Regions from separate parts of the Mus musculus genome. Here region 2 is linked to region 1. The links are chromatin contacts, called in public Micro-C maps. All regions are on one chromosome and are shown on one strand. The core of a region is the stretch at or near the end of the contact, and the rest is flanking DNA. Distances in the headings are between cores, read along the strand shown.

Region 1 (4,002 bases), core at 804-3,303:
GGGATAAGGGGCCAGTTCTTACAGCGGTCTGAACGGAGGACAGACATGCAAGGCTCCGAGTCACCTAGCAGGAAGCAGGTGTGGAGCAGATGTGAGTCCTCATCCTGCCCCCTCGGGCCTGGGACAGTGCCCATCATGGTCCACAAATCCTCCCAAACACAGGGACTGAGTCCCAGATGCAACCACAGGAAGGGAGAGGTGCCCACACTCACGGTCCTGCTTGCAGGTCACTCTCAGGCGACATGCAGGTGTGTAACATGAGGGAAACACAGGGAGGGCTAGCCTTTTCCTCCTCTTAGCGATTACACCACTAGGTGGGTATTTTGCCCTAGGTGGGTATTTTGCCATTCTTCATACAAGCTACAGCACAGCAGGGGTTCAGACCAGGCCTCAGGCAGACTCTGTGTGCCCTTCCTTCCACCCTCATGGCCTCTCCTCGACCTGGCATCTTTGTTCTCAAGCTCCATATGCACAGTTCTCTCCCCAGGCCTTGTTTTGCCAAGTCTGTGTGTCTGCATTGGCCTGCGTCTGTGTTTATGTCTGTCCATCCTCTCTCCTCCTGCCTTTCTGCTAGCTCCCCCCACCCCACCCCACACGCTGGCTGCCCCACAGGGCAGGTACCAGGAGCCATCATCCTGTTCCAAGCTGGAGTTTCCTCAGAGAAGCCACATACAGTGGCTGTGGCAACTATCTTTCTCTGGGTTTCTCGCTGGTGGAGCAGGCTGCCTGGGGAGGGTTTCCTCTTCTGGGTTGTCTGATAGGGCATGTTGGAATGGAGTGGAGAAGCAGAAGCCAACCCTCCCACTTCACCCTTCACTGAGAAGAAAAAGGCAAGCCAGGGAGGGGGCAGGTTTTGGAAGAGCAGCCAAGCAGGGTAGGCTGGCAGGTGGGAGGCCAGCCCACACCCATCTCACCCATGCACACACAGCCAGAGGTAGGGCACTGTACTGTGGGCTGGAGTTGGGTTTGGAGAACAGCCTCCAACCCCCTAGGCCTAGCATAGGCAGGGGTTGAGAACTGACCCCTTATCCGGCCCTGCCTAGAGCTAAGGCCTGGCTGAGCCTGGGAACTTCAACCAGCACACGCTGTTCCAGTCTCCGGGGACCAGGGGTCACCGTCCCCAGCTGGGGCAGCAGGCTCTACTAAAAGTCCAAAACAAGGAGTCACGAGTCCGTGGCTAGAGGCTGGAAACAGGGATGCGAAGTGAGGGAGGCCTTGCTGGATGGAGCTTGGGTTCCCGGGCCCCAGGGCTCACACTATCAGCCTGGCTATGGGCCCACATCATCCAGGAAAAAGAAAAACAAACAAAAAAACAACAATAAACAAGCCTCAGAGACTGTAGGTGCCTATGGCTGACCTCTCCCCTACAAGATGGGAAAGGACACGCAAATCCAATCTCTTCCCTGGGCAGGGGTAGGGGGCAACACTATGAACACTAAACAGGGTCTTTCTCCGCGAGACATAGGAGGAGACAGGCAGGCAACTGTGTTTTGTTGGTCCTCCCAGAAAGAAGAAATTGGGGGATAGAGGGAAGACAAGGTTTAGGGTTGCTTTTCAGGGCTTCGGTACCACCACCATGGTTCTACACTAGCAAACAGCACACTGGAATCCAGGAGACTTGCAGGCTGCCTTCCTCAGGGCGAGAAGAGAGCTCTCCCAGGCTGGTCCCCATCCTAGCTCCTTATCCTCAGAGCTACGCAGCTTTCTTTTTCTACTTAGTTAGGTCTCCCTCTCCCTCTCTGCTCGCTCTCTTCTTTCTCTCCTCTCTCTCTCTCTTTTCACTTAGGCGGCTTTCTCTACTTAGATCTCACTTTCTTCTCTTCCCCTAACTCTCTCCTTTCTCCTTTCTCTTCTCTTTCCACTTAGACGGAACACACACACACACACACACAGGAGTCCCCACTCCATCTCCTCCTTTCCTCTCTTCAGGTTTCAGCCCAGCGGTCTCGGGCTCCAGAGCCCAGGGCAGGTCACTCACCTGCCTCGGGGCTCGGAGCTCGGAGCTCAGAGCGGCGTGTTGTACCGACGGGTCCTGCTGGCCGACAGAGCTGGCTGCGCGGGCAGGAAGGGGGTGGGCCTCCGCCCGCGCCCAGGCAGGAAGTCCGCGCGGGGAGGCTGGAGCCCGGCCGGGTGGGGTCAGCCCTCCGCACGCCTGTCTGCGAAGTGGACGGGGAGAGCCGCCCAACCTGACAGCCCCGGCTCCCGGCGTCGCGGTCCACCCGACGCCCCTCTTTCCTGCCCGGCGGCGCCCCCTGGCGGCCTTCAGGGGAGGGGCACCCTGCCTGCGCGGTCAGATCTTTGGGACCTTTGCAAGAGTTGAAGCAGGATTCTGCTACATAAAGAAAGCAGATCTTGCTCATCAGCTTGCTCCGAAGAACTCAGCGACCTACCACAGTCAGGTCTCAGAACAAAGACAACTTGGGCCTGGGGGAGTGTGGCTTATGCTGCAGGCCCTAGGTTGAATTCTAAACAGCAGGGACACCTTTATTTAAGAGTGATTGACATATAATAAAAATAAGCCCACTTGGCTTGATGAATAATGTTCCAAAACTTTATCGTGGCAAAACATACACAATATAAAACACATCCTTTCAACAAATGTTAAGTATACAGTTCGGTGGCATAAAGTATTTCACATATACGAAACCTTTGCTACTGTCAATTTCCAGAGCTTTCTCCTCATCCCAAACTGAAACTCAGTCTGCATCCCCTGGCCCTGGTAGCCATCGTGAAGTTAGGCTATATGTACCTCAGCTCCGGCCTCCGACCTTCCACATCTAGCTTATTCTACTTAGCATGCTGTTTCATTGGCTTAGACAAATGTGTTCATCCCAATAAAAGTGTGGTTTAAAATGTCCCTCTCTGGGGATGGAGAGATGGCTCAGGGAGGGGTCGAGGGGGTGTAACGCGCTTGCCACCAAGCCTGATGACCTGAGGTTGAACCCAGGGACCCACATGGTAGAAGGTGAGAATCAAATCCCAAAACTTGTCATCTATGCCCACAACAGTGCCATAGCATGGTACATATTCCCTCCCCTGCAACAGAAGTCAATCTAATGTTTTAAAGTCCATCTCCCCCAGTGTACCTACTCTAGGCTACAGTAAGGACGCAGATTCCGTCCTCACCCCTAGCCCAAACCCCACGAAAGTTTTGATTTGCTTTCTGTAGTTTATATTTCTAGAATATCCGTGTAAATGTCATCATAGAGTATGTACTCACGTATGTCCATCTTCTTCCCCTCACCATAAAGTTTCTGGGCCGTTGGGTGTTCTCTACTACAGCAGGTGACAGCACTGGGCTATTCAAGAACAGGATTGCTGTGTCCTGACAATTCCTGATTCTTGGATATTGTGGTTCCAAGCTGTTTGTGTATAATACTTACTAATATTGTGTATAATACTGATATATAATAATTACTAATATTATTATTATTATAATCCAGGTGAGAGACAGGCAATGCTGTTTAACAGTTGTTCTGATGATAAACTGGGCAGAGCTCAGGTGCAGTGGATGGCAACAGTGTTTCAGAGAAGGAAATACGAAGTTGGACTGCGGTACCATAAAATGTCCAGCAGAGGGCAGTAAAAACCAACGCAAGGTCAGGCGGCATAAGACCCATCATTTTTGAAGCCTTGGAAATTACCTGATCTTTCTCATTTAAATGACCAATGAGGGCAACTGAGGTGCAGAAAGAAAGTGAGACATATGTGTGGCTCCACTTGTGCTCAGATGTTCTGCTCCATGTTCTTTTTTTTTTCTGGGATTGCATTCTGCCCTACGGCCCACATCCCATTCCTGCTAAGAAAGTTTAACACTTGAGTCCCAGAAATAGTTTCTTCTACTGTTTTGCTAAACAGTCACATCAGATTGCCTTCTAAATAGCCACATTATTACAATATTAGCGATTCCTCCAGCCTTCATCAGAAAAGCTGCTACCTCTTTCTCCTCTGCCTCCTCCTCCTCCTCTTCCTTTTCCTGTCCCTCAGCTAAAGCAACCTTTA
Region 2 (3,697 bases), core at 167-2,666, 160 kb after region 1:
GTCTGGTCTACAAAGTGAGTTCCAGGACAGCCAGGGCTATACAGAGAAACCCTGTCTCGAAAAAACAAAAAACAAACAAACAAAAATGCTTTTAACCACATAGCCATCTTGTTAGTCCTAGACAAACATTTACCCTAAAACAGCGGTTCTCAACCTGTAGGTTGGGACCTCTTTGGGGGTTCACACTTCAGCTATCCCGCATATCAGGTATTTACGATTCATAACAGTAGTAAAATTACAGTTACAGAGTAGCAACAAAAGATACTTTTATAGTTGGAGATCACAACATGAGGAACTGTACTAAATGGATGGATGTAGGATCACGAAGGTTGAGAATCACCCCACCCACAAGCCTTGCTGGTGCTCTTCTGTGTGTGTGGGGGGGAGTTGGGGGGAAATGAGACATGTCTCAACACTCGTTAAGCTGGCTGCAAGTCAAGACAATTCTGCCTTAGTCTTCTGAGGGGCGAGATTACAGAAAGGTAACTTTATGTATGTCTGCCCTGTTTTGTTTCCCTCCCCTCCTTTTTTAAAGTAACATCGTCCAGTCCAGGCTGCCCTAGAACTTGTTTTGTAGCCCAGGGGAACCTTTTACTCCCGATTCTCCTGCATCTACTTCTTAGGTGACAGGATTACAAGGGTACACCACATTTGGCCAAGCACTTCCTCTTCCCCAACCCACTCTTTATTGCCTTTAGTGGAGGATATCCTATGGAACATCTCGTTTCTCGTATGTTTCTATGCAACTGTAGCATGGCCAAATGTTGGTTGTGGGGTTTCAAATGAAACAAACAAAACTTAAGTATTAGAGTCAGAAGGCTGGGTGAAAAGTATTCTAGTAGTCAACGCGTTCCTTATTAGGAAGAGATAAAAGCTGTCTCCACATTTTCTCTGCAGTGGGCTCCTATTCACCCCCCGCCCCCCAAGAAGCACCCCGCCCTCAGCCCGGTGGCCTCACGATGATGTAGGCGTCCAGGATGGAACGGTAGTGAGCTAGGACGCGGGTGAGGTCCACAGCCAGTTGCCTTCTCTCCTCATGCGAGAGGCCATGGGCTGAAACGCCCCGCATCCTGTGGCGTGAAATGTCGGTGCAAGGAGGGAGGAGGTGAGGAGACACAAGGTCGGTACCACGAAACCATGCAACCCAAACCGGACTCAATTCTGCACGCCCGACGCAAAGCAAGAACTCCGAACCCGCCCGACGACACCTCTCAGGGCGATCCCGTCCTATTACAAATCCTTAGAACAAGGCGCACTTGCCCAACGTCACGACTTCCACTGGGCCAAGCCATTTGCGCAGCCGCAGGGGACTCGGAGACGTCACAGAAGCGCGCCCAGCACCAGCTTACGGCGAGGGGGTCAGCTGCAGGTCCCACCCTCCCTCCCGGAAGTGGGACCACGGTTCCGGCGCACTCTGTTCCGCTTCCCGCGGCCCACCACCTTCGAGTTGTACCTCCACGGGGCCCGAGGGGCCGGGGAGCGCATCCCGCCCCCGCCCCCACCCACGCCGCCGCCGCCGCCACCGCCGTTCCCGCTGCTCACGCACTCCGAGTCGCTGGCCTCGCTGCCTGAGGTGGGGGCGCTGCGGGCGCGTGCGCGCCGGCCGCCTTCCCGTTGTCGCCCGCGTTCTTGCCGTCCCGGCATACGTCGGCGCGCGCCTGCGCCTGCATCCGGCTTCGGACGCTTGCGATCTTAGTGGGGAACCAACTTGGAGGTAGGTGTATAGGGTGTTCGGGAATAGTTCGTGGATCGTCAAGAATGTGGTGGCCGAGGTGGCTGGCCCTCCACTGTGTCCTTACTGTGGGAGACAGGTAAGGTATGTGAGGAGATCGCCCCCACGTGGAGCCGAGGGAGCGCGACACCTGGATTTGGTCTTCATTTCGTAGCACGCTGAGAATTCCTGGGTGATCCAGAGGGTATTTGTGTTGTTTCTTCTCACCACTGGTACTTAAAAGTCTCATCTGACGCCCTTGTTTTGACTTCATAGACATGATAGAGTCGATCTCCGTGGGTCCCACATCTTTTTATCCGCAGCCTCAGCACCCTCATTTTATGTAATTAGATTTATTATTTGTCTGAGTGTTTTGTTTGTATTTATGTATGTGTATCGTTTAATTGCCCGGGGCCTGCAGAGATCGGAAGGCATCTAGTTTTTTCTGAAGCTGGAGGTACAGATGCTGTGAACTACTACAACGTGGGTGCCTGGAACTGAACTTAATATCTCTGCGAGAGCAACAAGGTTATAACTACTAAGGCGTTTCTCCAGCCCCAGCATCTTTAGTTTTTAAAATGGCACAGAGATCCGGAGAAGGGAAATAACCCTTTTAAGACCAACCTAAAGGTGAATTGTGGAGGCTTCAGTAGTTAGCCGGGCTTTGGGGCTTGTGGAAGTTATCACTTATGTCTTCCAGAACTGATCTTCTTTTCTCTCAGGCCTATGGTGCGGGAATCAGGATTACTTTGTCCCCAAGGCTGATTGCAGACCTCCACATGTTGAACTATGGGATTCCACAGAGGATGAGCCTCTCATCCTTTTGCTATCAGTGAGCCATTCTTCCCAGCTTCCTCCCACCATCCACTGATCTCATGTCTACCATACTCCTGAATTTAGACTTTGGGCAACCTTCGAAAAAGGCATTTGGAGGAAATGCCAAACATCAACGCTTTGTCAAGAAGCGAAGGTTCTTGGAACAGAAAGGATTTCTGAATAAAAAGAACCAACCCCCTAACAAGGTGTCTAAGTTGAACTCAGAACCTCCAAAGAAAGGGGAAACTTCAAGAGTAGATGGCATTTTGAAGATCCTTCCATGCCCAAAGAAGAAAGAGGCAGCTGCCTCCAAGAGGGACTCAGAGCAGTCCAAAGACAAGAAAGCACCATTGTCTTGGCTGACCCCTGCTCCTTCAAAGAAGACTGCTTCTGTTGTGTCTAAAATAGATTTGCTAGGGGAGTTTCAGAGTGCCCTTCCAAAGACTAAGAGCACCCAGAAGAAGGGCTCCAAGAAGAAGTCCTTGAAAAAGAAAATTGCTACAGAGAACTCCACCCAAGCTCAGTCAAAGGATAAAGGCTCCAAGAAGAAGCCCTTGAAGAAAAATGCTGTACCGAACTCCACCCAAGCTCGTTCTGAAGATAAGTGCCCTACAGTCCCCCAAAACTTGCCAGGGAAGATGGTGGCAATAGACTGTGAAATGGTGGGCACAGGACCCAAGGGACGCGTTAGTTCCCTGGCTCGATGCAGCATTGTAAATTACAATGGTGATGTGCTGTACGATGAGTACGTCCTCCCCCCCTGCTACATCGTCAACTACCGGACCAGATGGAGTGGCATCCGGAAGTGCCACATGGTTAACGCTACACCCTTTAAGACTGCTCGGAGTCAGGTGAGGAGCGTGGGTCGAGACAGTAGAGAGAGGTCTGGAGAGGACTTTCAGCAAGTGATATTCTGGGGAGGTGTCAAAGGATGGTAAAGGGAGGGAGAATAATGTCACGTGATTAGGAAGGCTTCCTATTGGAGTAAGGATTAGTTTCTTTTTTACATGGATCCTACCACCTCAGTTGACCCAATCTGAAAGCTCACAGACATGCTCAACTTTGCCTTCTAGTATAATTCTATTAAGTAGACAGTTGTGTCACAAGTCCATCCCTGTCAACTTATGACCAAACATCATACTTTTTAGCCAAACTTTCCATCCTTGGTCC

What was found. Hi-C and Micro-C count contacts between places; a contact is called where the count stands out from the background.
Region 2: a contact with region 1 is called in a Micro-C map of palatal mesenchyme, with 2.1 times the contacts expected there. The contact joins the promoter of Isg20l2 here to the promoter of Pear1 in region 1. A contact is called at or near these places in 20 of 39 promoter capture datasets (the 3T3-L1 cell line, 3T3-L1-derived adipocytes, the C10 cell line and 12 more), 3 of 15 datasets of contacts at CTCF or cohesin (CD8 T cells, the NIH/3T3 cell line and pro-B cells), 31 of 484 Hi-C or Micro-C datasets (B cells, the Ba/F3 cell line, CD4 T cells and 21 more), 18 of 115 datasets of contacts at active chromatin or transcription factors (the 230-238 cell line, CD8 T cells, the HPC-7 cell line and 10 more) and 4 of 9 other capture datasets (adipose tissue, embryonic stem cells, liver and 1 more).

The regions. Positions count from the first base shown.
Region 1 is chr3:87,766,900-87,770,901 of GRCm38.p6, forward strand. Pear1 (platelet endothelial aggregation receptor 1) reads right to left here and starts at 2,054. Exons shown (of 25, transcript NM_152799.2): 1 at 1,979-2,054.
Region 2 is chr3:87,928,898-87,932,594 of GRCm38.p6, forward strand. It overlaps Isg20l2 (interferon stimulated exonuclease gene 20-like 2), which reads left to right and starts at 1,417. Exons shown (of 4, transcript NM_177663.4): 1 at 1,417-1,714; 2 at 2,434-3,378. The coding sequence starts at 2,587. Rrnad1 (ribosomal RNA adenine dimethylase domain containing 1) reads right to left here and starts at 1,298. Exons shown (of 8, transcript NM_153562.4): 1 at 959-1,298. The coding sequence starts at 1,069.